2 separate regions of the Anas platyrhynchos genome follow, and region 2 is linked to region 1. A link is a contact called in public Hi-C data. All regions are on one chromosome and are shown on one strand. Each heading gives the region's core, a stretch centred on a gene start, on an enhancer-like site or on the middle of the called end of the contact. The rest is flanking DNA. Distances are from core to core; before and after follow the strand shown. Region 1 has its middle 14 kb from the start of SLC46A3. Region 2 holds the start of POMP (proteasome maturation protein).

Evidence for each region. A called contact is a pair of places that touch in the nucleus more often than the background predicts.
Region 2: a contact with region 1 is called in a Hi-C map of F5 follicle, with 2.5 times the contacts expected there. The contact joins the promoter of POMP here to the enhancer-like site in region 1. A contact is called at or near these places in 4 of 8 Hi-C or Micro-C datasets (F1 follicle, F5 follicle, liver and 1 more).

Annotation. Positions count from the first base shown.
Region 1 is chr1:185,253,547-185,259,363 of IASCAAS_PekinDuck_T2T, reverse strand. No RefSeq gene overlaps it. Among named protein-coding and RNA genes, the nearest start is that of SLC46A3, 14 kb to the left of the region's middle. Within about 2 kb of position 2,458, at least 3 of the 8 cell types and tissues checked have an H3K27ac peak or open chromatin away from gene starts, as enhancers often do. A contact at or near this core is called in F5 follicle, where this site is marked.
Region 2 is chr1:185,289,276-185,294,977 of IASCAAS_PekinDuck_T2T, reverse strand. It overlaps POMP (proteasome maturation protein), which reads left to right and starts at 1,648. Exons shown (of 6, transcript XM_027469728.3): 1 at 1,648-1,754; 2 at 2,860-2,957; 3 at 3,844-3,904; 4 at 4,645-4,746. The coding sequence starts at 1,752. LOC140001499 (a long non-coding RNA gene) reads right to left here and starts at 1,576. Exons shown (of 2, transcript XR_011806743.1): 1 at 590-1,576.

The DNA.
Region 1 (5,817 bases), core at 1,209-3,708:
AACAGGGAACATCTGGCAGCTCTCTGGGTGCAACAAAATGCACAGCTCACTAATGCCCCTAACTGTTGGCTTTACAAAAAATCACTACCTGCTTTCAGAAGGAAAAATCTAGGTATAAACCAGAGCTGGCATCACTGCATCACCTGAGATTTACTCTCATCTTTGTCATATATATTTTTTTTTTTGCTATTTATTAGTGGGGAAGACAGGTATAACAATACTTTACATTTAAATTCTAATATTAACTTATATTTATTTCAACATTTTTTTCTAGTGTAGATGCCAGAAACCAGCTCCATCAGAAAGTGATTGGTATATATAGATCCCTTTGATTTGATAGTTGGTATCCATCAATGCTGGGGATAGAGAGGGTCTTATAATATTTAGTATAGTCATCACAAGTTGTTTCAGATCACTTGACCTACAGCCTTATTGAAATCCTTTCAATTTCAGGATTTTCTCTACTTGAGTATTATGAACGTGGTGATATTCTTCTGGTACAAACACTGTAATGCAAGTTCAGTGAGGCCAACTGCTGTTCTAGAGTAAGAACTCAAAATTATCACCAAACCAAGGAAAATGATGCAGGAGAATCACCTTTAATTCTTGTCAATTGATGGGAGATACTCAGCTGTCGAGTCATACAGAGAACAGCATAGTCCCTCTTAGTCCCTCTTCCTCTTTTATTTATAGAGAATAATTTTCCACGCTTTCCAATTTCAGTTTTATGAGTAATTGTTTTATTTCTGCCTACCAAATCACTTACTATGGGTTTTACCTTCTTGTAAAGCATAGCTTGCAGCCACAGCCTAAAAGTTTCCTTTTAAAGGAAACTATAATGTCCCAATCTGCCTTTTTGGCTTTATATCATTTATAGACAAAATTAACAGGATCAAACCACAGCTTGAAGAATCGTGGCATTTTTAGCTAAGGAAATGTTCTTGATGAAAACCCAGATTTTATTAGTGATACTACAATTAAATAAGCCATTATCAACTTCCTACAGATCTCGTAAGAGCAGCTCTCTTTCATTCTGGAGCCCAAATTACGGAAGCAATCTTCATAAAGGCCACTTCCCCAGCTATAGCGCCTGCTGTGATATGATTCATGCCTTTTGTCTTCTGCTTAGAATTTGGGGATGTTTATGAAGGGCTGTTATAAATACTGCATCTAATTCCTCTTTTCACAAGATGCTTTATTCACAAGAAAAAAAAAAAAAAAGAAAATCGCATCACGTACGTACATCGTATCATTTCCATTCCCATTGCCATCTGGTGCTATTCTTGTTGCCTTTATACATCTCGAAAGGATGTGAGAGCAGTGTCAGGCAGACACTCTGGAGCACACGTTGCAGTGCTAGAATTGGTTGTTGAATGGCACACAGGCAGTTCTCTTACAGTGAATCTGTGAAAACGCACGTATGAAGGCAGGAAGGGGAATAATAAACATTCAGGAGCAGGAGGAGAAATGCTGCCTCAGAATCCTACTTGCACACCATGCCCAACATGTGATCTTATAAAGAAACCCTGAAGGTGAGCAGTATAAATATCTCAGCACTTTTTTTTTACTTTCAGATTTTTATTTCCAATGGAGAAACAGCAATACTACCTGCATTGGCTGTTGATTTATCTTAAACTCTTACCTAAAAAGACAGGTCGGATCTTTTGGCCATGGCAACATCTTTGGGACAACATGGTATATCAGGACACTGCTGCTTACAGTAAGATCCCTTCTCAAAAATAAAATAAAATAAAATAAAATAAAATAAAATAAAATAAAATAAAATAAAATAAAATAAAATAAAATAAAATAAAATAAAATAAAATAAAATAAAATAAAATAAAATAAAATAAAATAAAATAAAATAAAATAAAATAAAATAAAAGGTTTTGCAAAGGCTGAGCAAAAGAAGATGAACAATCACTAACAGACCCACTGCGTTCGTCATGCCTGCTGCAGGTGAAGAGTGGCAGCAATGGTTGCATTCATATTCAAGCAGTCTATTTATGTGAACCATTATGCTAATACGTGACAAAATTATCAGTTAGGAAATTCAGATGGGTTTCCAGGTTACAAAGCAGCTGTGGCCATGAGACAGGAGAAAGCGATGAATTTAGGAATCAGGGATTTATATTTTTTTCTGTGCAAAACACTTCTTTGAAAAGCAAGAGAACTGGCCGGAGATTCAAACACAAAGTTGAACCTTTTAGAAATTATAACCAGATGCAGGTTGCACAACCAAAGGTGCCTCCACAATCTCATTTCTCTGTCCACCCTCAAGTCAATGATACCTTGACTTCTAGCAGCTACGGCAGAGCTGGACATGGGTGACACAGGCACACAGTGAGCAGAAAGATCAATGGTTTGTGTTTGCTGCTTTCCACACCTGATTTGGGGCTTTGCAGCATCGATTTGGAAAGGCAGCTCAGCAGTACTAGCCCACGTAGCCTCACAGATCTGAGGAGTGGGTCTGGGTGGCCATAGACGGGGAGGAGGTACATGGAAAAACACTCAGCATGTCCCATGTCCCATGTCCCACCACTCTCTGGTGGGAATAGTCACGAGAACAGCATTTGATTTGCCTTCTCCCAAGGAGTGAAACTTGTTTAAACAAGAATGTTGAAACTTCAGGGCCTGCAGGTAAACAAGCCTCAGCAAAGAGCATCACGGTGTTTTTTTGGTTTAATGTGATTTTTTTCCCCCTCCAGGTGAATAAAGGATTAGATGGATTATTACACATCCTGTTTTGTGGTCTGGCATTAAGTCATTGATGGGATTTATTTTTGCGAAGGGTGATTTTTAATTAGCTGAGTACAAATTAACCAAACTGCAAGAAACAAAACAAAATCTTCTTATTCATAGTTTGTGAGCCAAAGGCTGGTTCTCATCTCAGTATCTCAGTTTTCTTCCCTGAGACCTTGAAGAAGAACATGAAGTCCAACGACGCCCAGCTCTGCGGTTCCTCTATCTGCTGTGTCAGTCCTGATACACACATGTACTGCAAGAGAAACAAAGGCTGAATAATTCCAGGAAAACAAGAAGTAGCAAATGTGTCACAGGGAGCTGCACGACCTCTGATATCCTTAAAGCATCATTTGGTATTATCAACTACAAAGGTATTACAAACTCCAAATGAAAAATTCGTGTGATTAGCCAAACTTCAGGAAGTACTTCTGGAGAGCCCCCAGAGTTTGGGTTCTTCATTTGCAGACTCCTGTGATGAATGATTCAAGATTTGGAGTGCCATTCATACAGCAGCAGCGCATGCATCTTAGGGCAGAGTCTGCTACAGCGGTGAATGAAACACTTTCTGACAGCACTTGTTGCTCACCACGCCTCATCAGGGGAGCACTGGCAACAGATTTACAGTGGAGTCCTGTTTCTAGAGTGTTAGAGTTAGATTAATTGGTTTCCCAACTGCAAAACAAACTTTCCATTCATTAACACTGATGTGATTAGGAGCAGGAGCAATAAAGTCTGTCTAATCCACAGCAAACACATTTCCATCCCTGAAGCTGTCAGTAACAATTCCCCGTCAACCGGATAACATAATCTACATTGAAAACAAAACAAAACAAAACACAAAAACCACAACCCTGTTCCCAAATTCTCTTTATTCTGCAGGAGTTTCAGGGCTCGATACACACATTCTCTTTTTCCAAATGACTTTGAAGTATTACCCAGCACATTGTTCCAAATAGGGCAGGAAAACACAAAGCTCCCACTGGTAAAACAAAGAAGGTTGAATAAAGACTTTTGCTCTGAATCAGTTCTAAGAGTGACTTGAGTTATGAGGGGAAACGGAGAGGATTTCAGCTCGGGCAATGCAACACCGCCTCCCTGTGCTGCGCCGGCAGAGGATGCGCGGCTCAGGATGCACAGCTCCTCTGAAGCCCTGGCTGCCCTTTGGCGAGCACAAGCCCACCAGCACACTCAGTAAAAAGGGAACGGGACACTCTAGGTGACTGATGGAACCTTCCTAATGCGATTTATTATTTTTGCCGTTTTCCCATGCTGTTATAAATATTCACACAGGTATTTCTAGGTCCTTGTGCTGGGCATAAGCTGGCAAACATCAGAGCGCTTAAATACCACCTCCCCTGGTGAAGAGGGGATTTCAGGGAGGGAAGAAATCCAAATTAAAAATCTCCCAGGGACAGTACAGGAGGGGGGGTTCTTATTTTTTTTCTAAACAGAGGACCATGAGGTCTGCTGGGAGATCACATGCACGCACCAGCCTCCATGGTGCTGACACAGTTTTTGTGTACAAACAAAATGCTAGGCCACACAGGTTCTTTCTTTTCCACCTTAAATAGCCGGTGTTATGTGTACTTTCATGCATCAGAATGCAAATCTGCATTTTAAATGTATCTGTGCCTCCTCAATGCCCAAGCTGGGGGGCTGATGAGGACCCTCCTACACCAGCAGATTGCTGGAAGATTTTTTCATGCTCTGCAGCAGTGCAGTGGCTCCCCATGGGAGTTAGCTGCTTTGGGGAATTCGGGGCTTTCCTGGCCTCATGGCAGGCTGCCTAACTAACCACAACGATGTGTAACCACATGCCCTCATCTCCCAGGACAGCCCTGTCCTCCCCCACAGATCTTCCCAGAGATTAGAAGACACTGAACATACTTTTGAGCTCAGCACTCACTGAAGTCCCTTTTTTAACAGGGTTTTCCATCCTCCTGTATTGTTTTGATGGGGCAGATTGGAAGATACCCCATTCCAATATTCCAAATCTTACTTTTGACCTGCCTAGGCTGTAACAAGCAAATCCCGAGGTGTTCTTCCGAATCATGTTTTCCAGGTTCAGCCCCAGCAGGAGAAGGATTTCTCCTCCTCTGACCAACACCACCCAGCCTGTGGGCGGCTGGCAGGCATCACTAAGCTTCACCCTGGTTTGCCAACTCGTTATTCGCTCAAACAGGTCCAACTTGTTTTGTAAGATAAGGATTATTCTTGTTGTTGTGATTTAATAAAAAAACATTTACATTACTTTAACTATTTCCTATCTCTTCTATGAAAAAATCAGTGCTCTCTAGTCACACAGATGCTTACCAACTGAAGGTTTTTCTCTTTTGCTGAAATGAGTGCTAGCCTAGTGCTAGAGGGCATCACTTTTACACATTTTGGGTTGGAGCCTGATATTTTGACCCTGAAAGTTTGAGTAAATGTCCCCTGACAGCCTCCAGTTTTCTTCTGGTTTCACAGGCAGCTCTGCAGTGATATGCAAGAGGCAGTCCACTGTGTCTGGTCTTCCTTTGGTGAGGCTGCTGGTTCCTTTGACCCAGTGGGATGCTATATTTTCCCTGGCAGCCAACAATGTAGCAGTCACGAATCAGTTTTGAAACCCTCCAGCATCAATTCAGAGATCGGGCTCAGTAAGCAGCAAAGGGTGCCATGGCGTTTGCAGAAATGCATTCGGTGGCAGTGAGCAGCCTGGTAGCAAGCAAAGCTACAGATTGCATTTATGCCTTTTCCCTTTCCAAAAATGGAAATTTCTGTTCAAAAATCTTTAGTAGCTCATCACGCTTCATAAAGAAAAGAGGAAAAAAAGAAAAATGATGGGCGGTTGTTTGGTCAGAAGCCATATGGAAAATGAGAATTGGGTCATCAAGACCTGAAGAGGCACCAGCAGCTGCCTCTGGTGTGCCAGATGCTGGAGACACTTCCAAGCCCTGGCCATTGAGAAGCATGCTGCTAAACGAGCAAGAGCCTTTCACAGCAATAGGGAAGCTGAATTCCATAGCAACCGCATTATATCTGATATGCTGGCATGGCACTATTTGGAGGAGAGCAGAAAAGCTGTGCATGGCT
Region 2 (5,702 bases), core at 399-2,898, 36 kb before region 1:
CTGGGGCCATGCCTGCGGGCTGCCGTCTGTGCTGCGGTGAGCCTGGCTTTGGGGCAGCCTTGAAAACATCTGCAGCATTGAGGACAGCCATACCTGCTGCTTCTGGGTAGCTGAAGCACTCATCATTCACCACACGCTCTTTTTTTTTTTTTTCATCAAAGGCTTGGTCAGCCTGACAATCGCTCATGTAACTCGTGTTAAGTTGCAGCAGAGCCACAGATAGGAATGAGATACTACTACAGCCATCTGCCGTTGAGATGCTTGCTGTAAGATTCATTAAAAGAAGCCTTCCTCAAATCTGAAATACTTGATAATTTGACGAGAAAATATGTGCACGATTTGTGTTTATGTCTGGAAGTTTTCCCTAGCGTGAAAGCCTGTCTTTAAAGGAAAACCAGATCTTTCTTGCAATGTACGCTCTTTTATGTTATGCAGCCTCGACTGGATTGCAGTGATGTCAAAAATGTACATGGAGTGACCGTATCCTGTCTGTGTCCTGCAAGAATGACTTTGAAAGTTAAATGTTTCATCTCTAGTCATATCCTGATCAACAAACTCAGTCAATAAATAAATACATTTAGTGACAAACCTAGCTTTTCTGTACGCTGCAGTTAAACAGGAACTTGACTTGTTTTTCTGTATTCACGTCTGTTCTATAATAATGAATCCAGCACCACAATATCTGAGTACCCATTATAAGATCAGAGAAACCTTTGTGGTACCCATTTTCCTAAAACTGATTTAAAAAGCCCAAACCTCCATTCCCATTCTTTTGAAGTCTGTGCTTTAAGCTTCAGACCTTAACACAAAGGGCCAGAACTTTGATCGTGTTTTTTTTTTCTAAGTGGTGATCTGATTTTGCTCAAGAAAGAGGAAAATAGTTTAAAGGGTACGCATATCCGAGAAACTATTATGCAAAGTTGCGTGCCATGAAAACATATATAATGTTCTCTTGTTGATATCATTCTTTTGTGTGTACACGATGTAATGTTTAATTGTCACGTATTAAACTTATAGTGCCATGTCAATTTGGGGTAAAACTGTAAAGGGCTTCAGTGAACTACAAGTCCCAGAAGAAATAGGTAAAGTAGATAGGCCAGCTGCACATCTGGAGCCTTGCAGCAAAACCTGTGGCAACCTTTATGACTTCCAGGAAGCCTTTTAGACTTCTTTAAGTAGAAGTTAACCTTAAGGGAGTCACCATATTATTGTGGCTATTAACGCCCACTAACACAGCAGCCTTTATTGAAGTTTTCAAAACCCCTTTGGTGCAGCGGTCAGCTGAGGGCTGCCCGGGGTGGGCAGCACACCCTGACACCCCACATTCATCTTGTGCTGCCCGTCAGGGGTCTCCCCTGAGGCCATATTTCCCCGCCAGCATCACATCAAGCATCGCTGCCTTGGTGTGATCTCATGGCACCAGGGCTGGAGGGACCCAGGAATGGCCATAGAGGGGTGAAACAGGGAGCACTCGCCCCTCGCAGCACTTAATGGCCTGGCATGGCCACACACCTAATGGCCACACATCTAATGGCCACCCCAATGCCTGCCCTATAATGGCGCCCCCATCATGGCGGCCCCTCCACCGGCCGCCATCAGCAGCCCCGCCCCCTCCAAGCCCCGCCCCCAGCCCCTAGGCCCCGCCCCCCAGCCCCGAGGCCCCGCCCCCCGGCCCTCCCCGCGCGCGTGCCGGGGCGGGGCGGAAGTGGCGGGGGGGAGGAGGCGGAAGTGGCCGGGAGCGGGGAGCCAAGATGGTGAGCGCGGAGGGCGGGCGGGGCGGCGGCACCGGGAGCGGGGGGAAGGGGCCGGGGGTGGCTCCGCCGCCTCAGTTCCCTTCCCTGAGGGGATGGAGGGTGCCTCACGGCCTGCCCCGGCCCTCGGGCTGCCCCGCTGGGCGGTGGTGGGGCTGTGCTGAGTCACGGCGGCGGCGCGGCCTTGGTGGGGCCTCGGGGATGGCTCCTGGGGGGGGGCCCAGCCCTCCTGAGGGGCCTGGGGTTCCGGGGGGGGGGCTCACAGAGCAGAGGGGGACAATCCCCGCCTTCAGCCTCCTGGCCACGCTGCTGTTGGTGCAGCACGGGGTGTGGGTGGGTTTCTGGGCTGTAATTGGATCTTTTCGGCTTATGTCGAGCTTCTCGTCAACCAGCACCCCAAGTCCATATGTATTTATGCTTATTATAACAGCTGTTATGCATATTATAACAGCTGTTTTAGGGGTTTTCTAATAACTATTAGGTTTTTGGCCATTATTCGGTGCTTTTTTGCTGAGGCACGTTGTGTGAACAATCTGAAAATCACCTCCGTAAAACCAAACAGGTTAGCTTTAAGTTAGCGGTGTGGGTTAAGATGGCCTTACGTTGTATATCAGTGGAGGTGTGGTGTTCTCATCTTCTGCTACAAGTTACTCTTTCATCTTTGTTCTTTCGATGAACTAACGTACCAGAATGTTTGAGCACAACTTCTCTTTATGTGAGCCTTAAACCATTTGTCCATATTCAATTAGATCTTACGTGATTGTGTCTGTACTGAAGTAAATAAATGCTCACAGATGTATGCTCCATCAGCTGAGCATGATTTGCCATCTTCCTTTCTATCCCCACAGCCCGGGGTGGGAACAAACAAGGGGTAGTTGTGAAATTCTATTTTAACCAGAACCCCCAATTTTTTCATCATTACCTTTAGCTGTCATTAGACTCTCTGAAAGAACTTATTGGAAGTTTTTTGTAAAGGGACTGTGAAGTCTAAGGCTTGCGTGTGAGTAGTTTGGGAAGCCTTTTAGCAATTTGTTTCATTTACTTGGTCTTAAGAGCGTATGCAAAAGGAGGCTGGTTCTATTAAAGTAATCCTCACTTTGTGTTCCAGGATTCCAGAGGAGCTGCTTCTCTGTTGAAGGACAGTATCCCAATTACTGATTTTTCAGCTTCTGGATCATTTGAAGGTCATGATCTTCTGCGCAGGGGGTACGCTTTGCTTATTGTTGTTAAATTGTGCTATAGCTGATGTTGAACTTCAGATAAAAGAAGAAAGCATGTATTAAACATTTGGTTTTTAAAGAAGGTTCTTGGCAGGTGTTTTTCAGATGCCGTAGCCTAAAGGCCATGTGTTTAGTCAGATTGTCCTTCATGCTTAAAATTTGTTGAACATCACTTTAACATCTAGGTAGTATTAATGGATTTCTACCCGTTTGCTCCCTTTTAGAAAAGTGATGTCTGAATGTTAATCAATATGAAATATATCCTAGTAGTAATATACATGTATAAAAGTGTTCTGTAGCAGTGCATGAAGTTGTTAATTTCAGCACTGATACAAAAATTAATCTATCGAAATCAGTGTATCTAAGTATGCCGAAAACACACCATATATTTCAGCTGCAAAAGCTTGGAGACTTTTAAAATCAGATATGTATTTGGGACATAACTAAACCTATACGGTTGTCATTTATTAATGTACTGGCTCTGGCTGGAATGCTAACTTTCCCGGCAGCAGCCCATACAGTGCCGTACTCTGTACTTGTAGCTGGAACAGCAGTGTTACCACACCAGTGTGATATAATGGCTTTCCTTTTCTGAAAGGAGACAAGAACAACTGTTGCTCTATTTTGTTGAACTTAAAACCTGAGGAAAAAATAGGCCTGAAATTTAACTTTTTTTTTTTGGTCTTCTGACAGTGCTGTAGATAGCTCTTATTGTCTTTTTCACCATCAAGCATTAATTCTTTTTAATAGTTCAAACGGTCGGGTCTTGTGTCTCTGAGGATTGATACTTGTATCTGGGGTTAGTTTGGAATGCAACTTAAATTGGTATCCTTATTAAGTTTTTGAAGTTCAAATCTTCCTTGTGTTTCTAGCTTTACAAGTGTGAGAAGTGAGTTGCTGCCCAGCCACCCCCTGGAGTTGTCAGAAAAAAACGTAAGTACAGTGTTACATGGAGTCTCCTTCACCCTTAACTACTTAGGGATTTTAAATTAGCAATGTGGTTGATGGGGCTGCTTGGTGCAGCAGCAAGTAAAGAGCAAAGCCTTGCCTTTAACAAAATGAAGGTGGTTAGCAACAGTAGCACTTCATGTATGGAAGTTACATTGTTGGCAACTTTAAGTTTTAACCTCCCACTTGTGACTCTTCAAGTTTGTAGGTGGGCTTCCAGGTTGTGGTTTACTTAATAAGGTGTAGTCATTTAAAGGTTGTGTTTGCTGCCTCTGTAGTTAGGTAGTTAGGCACTCCTTCCACATCTGGAAAGCTGATCCTCCTATTTTGTCTTTAGGTTTGCCATATACCTTCATTTCTAGGCTTTCAGACCGTGAACCCATAAATACTTTTCACTAAATTACTAGATTCTATGCTTGTAATATTGTAGCAAAGTAATGCTCAACTCCACCACTTGGTGGAGTTACATGTCCTGATACTTAAAAATAACAAAAATAAAATTGCAACTTTTGATTTATAATCAAATCTAGCAAAACTCAATTTTAGCTTTATAAAACAGATTTTAGTGCATTGCTACCTTCCATGTGCATTTCAGTTGTATATGATGGTATCCCTGATTTTTACATGTAAATGTTATAAGCATGTTCATTTAAGAAGGATGTCACAAATCTGTTCTATAATTGTACTTGAAAGTAGTTATTTCTAAAAAATGTTGTTTGTGATAGTTCCAGTTAAATCAAGATAAAACAAACTTTGCCACACTGAGAAATATTCAAGGACTCCATGCACCTCTAAAGCTGCAGATGGAACTCAGAGCAGTGAAACAGGTAGGCTTTTTTTATCTAACTGATATAACTTAAAAATATTGGAGGAGTTTTTATCTGGGAAGATGTCTTTGTGTCTTGAAATACAACCACTTTGTTTCCAAAAGAGATTTTAATGTAACTGCTTTTGTTCAAAAACAACTTTTGCAATAAATAATGTCCAGATCAGTCAATATGCTAAAAGCTTTCAGCTGCTGTTCTTTTTTTTTTGGTTGCTTGGTTAAGTGTTTAGCACTCTAGGTTTTCTGTGGATGAGCTTCCTGTAAGCCTTCAGAGAAAAGCAGGAGGAATTGAGTATTAATTCTCGTATTAGTACTCCCCTGTGTTGAGCATGAGACCTTCATAGGAAGGGATCTCTGCATCTGTAGAGAAAGGAGACCTTAAGGGTCTGAAGCAGGTAGTGATATGAGAGTGGATATAGAGGTTATGTGCAAACTGAAGCAGAAAACTTGTCATTATTATTCTGAAGCTGTTCTTGTAAGATCAGGGAAGGTCTACAGAGAGATAAGTTCACAGGTTTTAACTTTTAATTGGGAAGCTGGGGCTGCCTCCTCTTCCTTCTTATTTCATAGGTTGGAGAGTAAGTGGATGGTAGCTGATTTTGTCCCTTAGGATACACAGAGATCTCAGTGGTCCTAGTGAACTTTTTTTTTGGGCTTGTTGAAGGTAGTCAAGCTATTATGAGTTGTTTCTCTAAGTGACTGGAACTAATTTTATACTTCCTTCCTGCGGATCAGTTGCTGCTGAACCGCAGTGAGTGACATGAAACTTGGTAGAAACTTCTTGTCCTGAAGATGCAAAAGGCAAACAGAATGTAAGAAAACATCCTTGATCTCAACATTGCTCTCTTGTGAGGAAACATCTTTTTCTAATTGATGTTAGCATGTGGTAGAAAATGAGACAGGTGAGGACAAGGATTCTGAAAGTGTCTCCATGGGTGTTTCTGGGGATGATGGGAG